Regions from separate parts of the Danio rerio genome. Here region 1 is linked to region 2. The links are chromatin contacts, called in public HiChIP or PLAC-seq maps. All regions are on one chromosome and are shown on one strand. The core of a region is the stretch at or near the end of the contact, and the rest is flanking DNA. Distances in the headings are between cores, read along the strand shown. Region 1 overlaps opa1 (OPA1 mitochondrial dynamin like GTPase). Region 2 holds the start of her6 (hairy-related 6).

Evidence for each region. HiChIP or PLAC-seq counts read pairs in DNA pulled down with a chosen protein or histone mark.
Region 1: an H3K4me3 HiChIP or PLAC-seq map of embryo shows a contact between it and region 2, with 3 times the contacts expected there. The contact joins the enhancer-like site here to the promoter of her6 in region 2. A contact is called at or near these places in 5 of 18 Hi-C or Micro-C datasets (caudal fin, embryo and an unstated tissue) and 3 of 4 datasets of contacts at active chromatin or transcription factors (caudal fin, embryo and gastrula embryo).

What each region holds. Positions count from the first base shown.
Region 1 is chr6:39,319,571-39,323,673 of GRCz12tu, forward strand. It overlaps opa1 (OPA1 mitochondrial dynamin like GTPase), which reads right to left. Exons shown (of 29, transcript NM_001007298.1): 18 at 596-660; 19 at 270-346. Among named protein-coding and RNA genes, the nearest start is that of opa1, 31 kb to the right of the region's middle. Within about 2 kb of position 2,376, at least 11 of the 62 cell types and tissues checked have an H3K27ac peak or open chromatin away from gene starts, as enhancers often do.
Region 2 is chr6:39,107,924-39,111,823 of GRCz12tu, forward strand. her6 (hairy-related 6) reads right to left here and starts at 2,562. Exons shown (of 4, transcript NM_131079.2): 1 at 2,230-2,562; 2 at 2,047-2,142; 3 at 1,847-1,934; 4 at 877-1,709. The coding sequence starts at 2,337. The coding sequence ends at 1,189. All of the region lies in intron 3 of LOC137490239 (a long non-coding RNA gene), which reads left to right.

The DNA of each region.
Region 1 (4,103 bases), core at 1,126-3,625, 210 kb after region 2:
GAAGTCCTCAAGCCCTGATTATGTGCCTGTTTAACTGAGCTTTGTTGCAGTTTTGTGATGCAAGCTCACGTTGTACAATAAAAGCAATTCTAGTTTGTAGACATTTTGTAGTCAGTTACAATTTAGTTACTTTTTAAATAGGTCAAACAAAATGAACAATAATTCGCACAGGGTACATTGATATTATGATATTAATTTGATTTTAAAAAATGCTCAATCGATTGAGTACATCTAATTTCATAGCAGTTTTGCAAAAGATAAATGCTCACCAGTGTTTTGGTGTAACTTGACTCAAGCTGATCACCTCATCCAAGATCTCATTTTTGGCCTTCTCGTAGAGCTCGTTCTATGAATTAGGAACATGGTATGACAGTTAGAAAACATATACTTCAGCTTTGGTTTTACCACACATGATTATTATTACATTGTTGCATGATTATTACATGATTTAAGTGCTTTTTTGGGGCGAGGAACCGCACTAATGATGCACCAATTACTTTCGACAATTTTAAATTAGAATACTAAACTAAAATTCAGCAAAGTGTGCAAGACTTAAAAATGTAGTTTAGTTTAGTTCAACCCGCTGATTTCTTACCCTGTCCAGCTCTCGTAAGCGAGGATAGTTGTTCTTCCACTCAGTCTCCAGGTTAAATCGAGAAGCTGCACAGCAAAGAAAATCTGGGTCAGTTTAGATTATTTTAGGTTATACCCAAGTAACGCAGCTAGTTACTTTTTTGGAGAGTAACCCAATGTCGTAATTTATTACTTTTAAAAGTAACTTTCCCTAACACTGATCAGGGGGGCATTTCCGAAAACCATCGTTAGCAAACTGAGGTCGCAAGTTCCGTTGTTACATACAATTAGCTAATTAAGTGTTTCCCAAATCCATCGTTCCAACAAACATTTGCAAACTGTTTGAACTACACCTCTAGAGCTGTAGTTAGAGAAATAGTTCCCAGTTGTGTTCAGTTTGCAGTTATCCCCTCTATGCTCTATTCCTTTCAAATGTTTAGGACAAAAAATAACGAACACGTTGCTTTAAATTTTCATTAAAATGTATATACTGCACGTATTGCTCTGGAGTCAGGAAGTTGTCAGAATCTAACGTTATCCTTAATTATATTTTTTAAGTGCTTTTTTTTAAAGGTAAATGAAAGTCAAACAGTGTGTTGTTAACTGCAAAACTCCCATTAAAATACATAGGAAAAGACCCTAAAAGTTCTGAAAGAGATCAAGTCTCAAGCCGGGTAAGAAAAAAATGCAAAAGTAACTCAATAGTACTGCATTACTTACCATAAAATGTAAATAAGTAATGCAGATAGTTACTTTTTTGGAGAGTAACTCAATATCGTAATTTATTAATTCAAAAAATAACCAACACCCCAACACTGATCAGGGGTGTGTTTCAGAAAACTATCATTAGCCAACTAAAGTCGCAAGTTCCGATGTTACAAACAATTAATTAATTTTGTGTTTCCCGAATCCATCATTCTAAACATTCGCAAACTGCGTCGCTACTTGTGCATTTGAACTAAACCTCTAGAGCTGTAGTTAGAAGCATAGTTCCAGGTTGTGTTCTATTTGCAGTTATTCCCCTATAACCTATTCCTTTCAAATGTTTAAAACAAAAAGTAGCAAACACTTTGCTTTAAACTTTCAATAAACTGTATATACCGCATGTATAGCTCTGGAATCAGAAAGTTCACAGAATCTAACGTTAACCTAATTTATAATTTTTAAAATGTTTTTTAAAGGTAAATGTGTGTTGTTAATTGCAGAGCTGCTATTAAAAAAAGGAAAAAATCCCAAAAGATCTCCTAAAAGAAACTTAGTAACACAACATTTTTTTTTTTTTAGAGTAACTTAATATAGTAATTTTTTCTTTCAAAAGTAACTTTCCCCAACAGTGATCAGGGGTCCGTTTCTGAAAACCATCGTTAGCCAACTAACGTGACTCGAACAACGGATCTGCAATAGAGCAATTACAGTTTTGGGAAACACTCGTCACAACATCAATCTTTTCCCAAATGATGCATCTTACTATTGTAGATCAGCCACGATTTACGCTGTTGTTTGGGAAACGCATCCCAGAACAGATGAATGTTAAACAACGAATACTTGAATAAACCAATTAATTAAGTTCACTTAGTCTCCAAAAACAATAAAGCAAACTTTTGACCAAAACAAACTTTCCAATGACAACAGCCCTATTCCTCAGACGCTTCTTCCCATCTCCCTCTGTACACAGACCCAACCACCAGATAGACTGTGCCGCAGCCGTGATCAATGCATCTGGAGCCAAGCGTGCACTGTATCAGCAACCCCACGTCCCCAAGGGGCCTCATGTCCCCAGCACACACTCGGGCCGGCCGTCTCGCTCACACAATGGAGATGACGCTAATTGCTCTGGTTATCGGGCCGGCCCCAGTGCAGCTGTAGAGATCGATAGCCCACACAAAGGTTTGAGGAGCGTCCCGGGTCAGGCAATAAATCTCCAGGCAGAGCGTTAGCAGCGGTGGCCTGTTAATTGGCAGCGCGGAGGCCTAAAACGTGCCTGCAGCAGAAAGTCTGATGCCGGGGTGAGGTGTGACGAAAATCAGCGCGCGCAGGACTGGGGAACAGGCTCTGGGTTTCAGAGTTAAGTGGCTGTCGAGCTGTTTGGTTTGGATTCTATTAGGGTTTATTTACTGGGTCTCATGAGAGCTGATGTGGACAACGCTTCTCAAAATGCCCTTGAAAATCAGCATCTTATTAAGGACTAAAAATAGAAATGGTAAAACAAAAAGCAAGACAATGTTCCTATGTTCCTTTATTATTTCAATGTTTACAAACACTAGATTTTAGCACTAACGCAGTAGTTTTTAACTATTATGGTTGTACAGTCCAGACAATAACTACAGAACTCAGATATGTTTTGAGTTATTTGAAACTTATGGACGTTTTACTAACTATGGTGATGTTTCCATAGTTTTTAAATTTGTGATTTGAGTAAAATTTATTTATATTTGAATTATGAAAATAATATACACGTAAGCATATCATACACACATACATATCACTCACTATTCATTTTGTGCTATAGCACTAACGCAGTAGTTTTCAACCATTTTGACTGAAAAGCCATGACAATAATTACACAACTCGTATTCATTTCTTAGTTATTTGGGATTTATGAATTTTTTACAAACAGTGGTGATGCTTCTATAGTTTTTAACATTATGATTGCAGTTAAATGTATTTAGATTTGTATTATGAAATAATACATGCACATACAGTTGAATTCAGAATTATTAGCCCCCCTTTGAATTTTTTTTTTTTCCAAATGATGTCATATCATAGTATGATAATTTTCATAGTATGTCTGATAATATTTTTTCTTCTAGAGAACGTTTTATTTGTTACATTTTGACTAGAATATAAGCAGTTTTTAATTTTTTTTAAAACCATTTCAAGGTCAAAATTATTAGCACTTTTAAGTTGTATCTTTTTCCTGATAGTCTACAAAACAAACCATTGTAATACAATAACTTGTCTAATTACCCTAACCTGCCTAGTTAACCTAGTTAAGCCTTTAAATGTCAGTTTAAGCTGTATAGAAGTTGTATAGAAAATATCATGGCAAAGATAAAAGTAATCAGTTATTAGAAATGAGTTATTAAAACATTTATGTTGAGAAATGTGTTGAAAAAAATTTTCTCTCCGCTAAACAGAAATTGGGGAAAAAAAACAAACGGGGGGGGGGTTGGCTAATAATTTAGACTTCAACAGTACATATCACATGCACACACATATGATACACTATATTTCTGTGCTTTATACTTTAAACTCGCAGCCACTTTTGCTCCCATATAACATGACGGCAGCGCAATCCAATCCACAGCACAATCCAAGCAGAAGTTGCATTAACATCACATTTCTCTGGTGGAAAAACAGCACTATATGCAACCATACTGCGTGTTTTGCATTAGACAGAAATAAATCAAAACAGCGGTCAGAAACACTTACTCTAATTTCAACACCTGTGCTGTGAAGTAGGGCTGCACAATATATTGTTAAAGCATCGATATCGCAAAGTGTGCAACCACAAAAGTAACATCACAGGA
Region 2 (3,900 bases), core at 1,312-3,811:
GAATTATGTAAAGTGTATGTTAATATGCCTTTATGCTAGTAATTTGACCAAATAAATGTCTATAACTTCTTTTAAACTGAACGTTGGCCACTGCTCAGTGAATGCGTGTGTGTGTGTGTAGTTCGCATTTGAATTACTAGATGGCGCTACATGGTCGTGTTATAAAACATCGTTTGCGCTGGTGTTCTGCTCCTGAACTTTTGGCGCTGGATTCAGTTCTTCCTCAGTGTCAGAAACACCGTATATTAACATGTAATTTACATATATCATAACCTGCTTTGAACTTAGGCTTTTATTGTGACGAAATCTCTGAATTCAATCAAAGTTACTTTTAAACTATTAGTATTCTTTTGTAAAAGCATTGCTTTTAAGATGTCTTAATTTATTGAAAACTGTTTATTTTAATAATCTACTGCTCTTTGGAGATAGCCTAAATGTAGCCTTTTAAAACGTGTTAAACAAGAATAGAACAATATTGATTAACCAATATACATAGTTTGCATCCTAGCATATGCCTATAAAATAGATAACTATACAACATTTTGTATCAAATTGTATCGGTTTTTGCGCATGTAACAAATGTAGCAATTTAAGTCGAATGCTATGTGTTACTTTTCACAGAAAACATGGTTATAGGAAAAGCCTTAAAGTATCAGAGACGAATGAATTTTACATCCTTACTGACTGTAAGCCTTGTATATTATATTTAATAAGCGTGATATTACAGTCTACCCTTAAGTTTTGCTTTACAATGATGAGAAAACCAAAGCAATTTGCTCAAATTTCTATGCTATACAGCCAGATTTGCTTATTTTAGGGTGATTGGGTTGCTGTAGTGTGGAACCACTAGAATAAAACTAAACACTGAGGCAAAACTTTTCATTTCAAATGTCATTTATTTGTCTTCCAAAAAGAAGAAACTTGAAAGCGCATTCAACATATCTTTGGCATCACAACGTGGAAAAGATACCGCAAATATAAAAATGCATTGAACGGAATTCAACAATACAAAACTTATTTCAATATGAACTTCTCTGCCTTTTGATCTATACAAATATAGTGCATCATCTCATAAAACCAACACAATCTCTTTATACAAAAAGCACAAAAAAAGTAACGCTGAACAAAGAAAACAAGTGTCATTTGTTTTTTAAGAGTCTTTTAAGAGTTTTTTTTTCTCCTCGGAGTCTACCAAGGCCGCCAAACGGAGTCTGACGTGACGGACGGTGCTCCCGGAGAAACGGCCACCGGAACCGGTGTGTTGGAATTGTTTGCGTAGACTGGAATAACAGGGCCGTTTGGAGCAAAGGCAGCGTTGGGAATCAAAAAGGCGAACTGTCCGTCGGTTGCCGGCACAAGCTGGAAACCCCCATATACTTTAGTTGCGTCAGAAGTCAAGTTGGAGGATGAGCCGCTTTTGCAGGGGACTCCGCTAAGAGGCACAACGTTGGCTTGCTGAGTCGCGCTGGGGATCTGAACCATGGGTTGACTGAAGGATGGATGAGGAGGCCCGGCAGGTATCTGGTGCTGTGTTGGATAGTTCATGGCGTTGATCTGTGTCATGCAGCTGGCTAGGTGACCTAGCAGCCTAGTCCTGACCTCGGTGTTAACCCCTTCACATGTGGACAGGAACCGGGTAACCTCGTTCATGCATTCACTGAATCCAGCTCGGTACTTCCCAAGAACGGTGGGATCTGTGTTTAGGGCAGCTGTTGGGTAAACGAGAAAATAGATTAAGTTCAACTTAAATTATTTTAGCTCCTTAAACGTCTTTATTTTATTGCATTAGTTACATAAAGAGAATGCAAGGTGCATTTTCTGAAAGGTTTTAACTCTGGCGACTTACCGGTCATTTGTGCGCGCTGCATGTTTCTGAGATGTTTCACTGTCATCTCCAGGATGTCGGCTTTCTCAAGTTTAGAGTGTCTGGAGCTCTGAGAGTGAAGAAAGAGACTGATTTAGATATGCGGCTATATAAAGAAATGCATTAATATTCCAGCCAGATATAGCCTAACTGAAAGACTCAGTCGGACTTTCGGTACTTACATCTTTTTTCAGAGCATCCAAGATTAACGTTTTCAGCTGACCCAAGCTTTCGTTGATTCTCGCTCTTCTTCTTTTCTCCATAATGGGTTTAGAAGACTAAAATGCAAAATAAAAACAAAATGAGTCAATCTGTCTAATCACTTCTTGAAGCACTATAGTTCGTAGCTTAATATCAATACCAACCTTTCTGTGTTCCGAAGCCGTTTTGGGTTTATCAGGTGTAGTGTTCATGCTCGCCGGAGTCGCGGCGACCGGAGAAGAGGAGTTTTTTTCCATGATATCGGCAGGCATCTTCTCTGGGAAGTATCCTTTCGTGATCTTGTTTATAAAAAGAAATCCTCCCGCACAGCTGCTTCTAGTGGAGTAAACGCTGTCAAGTACGCTGATACAGTTCCAGTTATGAATGGATATCCGCACGAAGTGTCCCGAGTTCAACTGGTGCGGCAATGATGTCACAGTCTCTGATTTCACCGTTCGCCAGCGGTCGTAGCAACTGCCTGCCTCAGCGTCGTGTTGGTCTTATTTATATCTCCGGCTGCACGCGAACGGCTCGTGTGAAACTTCCCAAACTTTCTTTCCCACAGTAACTTTCTACCAATCAGCGCGCGGGACACGCGGCCCGAGGGGAGGATGGCTCGTGGTCGGCGCCCCTCCATTGGTTGTTTAGCGTTTGAGCGGGTGGCCAATGGCGCGCGGCCGGGTTTAGGGCACAACCGGGACTGCCTTCAATCATTCAGTTTACATATTAACACTTAAGAGCCAGTCTCCGCTCAGAAACAGCAAACTTTGTAATTGTAATTCAATACACATATAGATCCAGTGAAACTTAGAAGGAAACTAAAATGTGCCTGCGTCACACTCACCAAAGAGAGAGACAAGTTGTTTATTATTGGAATTAACATTTAAAAACATTAGAGACATGTCCAAATTAAAGTGACAATTCATAACACAATTTTAAAAAGTTTTGGAAAGTGTATTTTTTATAAACTTTTTACAACTTTTAATGCTGCATGTATTTCAAATATTAGGCTATTTAATTTTTAAATAGGTATCTTCTATGTTATTATGTTTTTAATAGCCTATGTAATATTTTATAGTCATTCAAATATGAATTTTGTGTAATAGGATCCTTCATAAATCGTTCTAACATATAATTTATTTTCAGTTTTATTTATTTTTTATTTTATTTTTTAAATAAATAAACAGCAAACAAAATAACACTTCCAAAACTTTGGCCACTTAGTTGTTATATGGCAAATGATAAGTCATAAAACTTGCTTTTAAAAGAGGTCTATAAATCTGAAACACAGTTGAAAAGTTCACTCTTGTATTTTTAAATTTTCACACTGTAGAATCTGTTTATCTTCTCACAATTATTTCTGTCGCTCGACTTAAAAGTGGTTGAAATTGTTGTTAACCATATCCTTGCGGGCTTTAACTTCCACACCACTTGTCTAAATTAAATTTACACTTTCAGTTCTCGAGTGTTCAACTTTGTTTTTACAGTGTAGAAGTATATTCGACAAGGCAGCGCCGTATTTCTTTAAGCGCGTCGCTGCTGTTGGCATTTTGACATCTGTCGGCTCACGAGCACTATTGTGAATGTGGAGCACGTGCCAGGATGTTTTATTACCTCGGTGGTTGAGGTTTGGCTGGCGGGCTAGGGGTGGCGGTGGTGGTTTACATTAGAGGGAAGGTAAATAGCAGCTGCTGTTCTAAAAGCCTGGGAAAACCACGCCCACTGAGAGCTCGATCGGGCTTATCGGAATGCGAGCCAGTGTGGAGATATTTCAGACCGAAAGCGCGCACTGCACGGGTAGTGTCCTTGACTGTGTCAAACAGAAGCGACTCTAA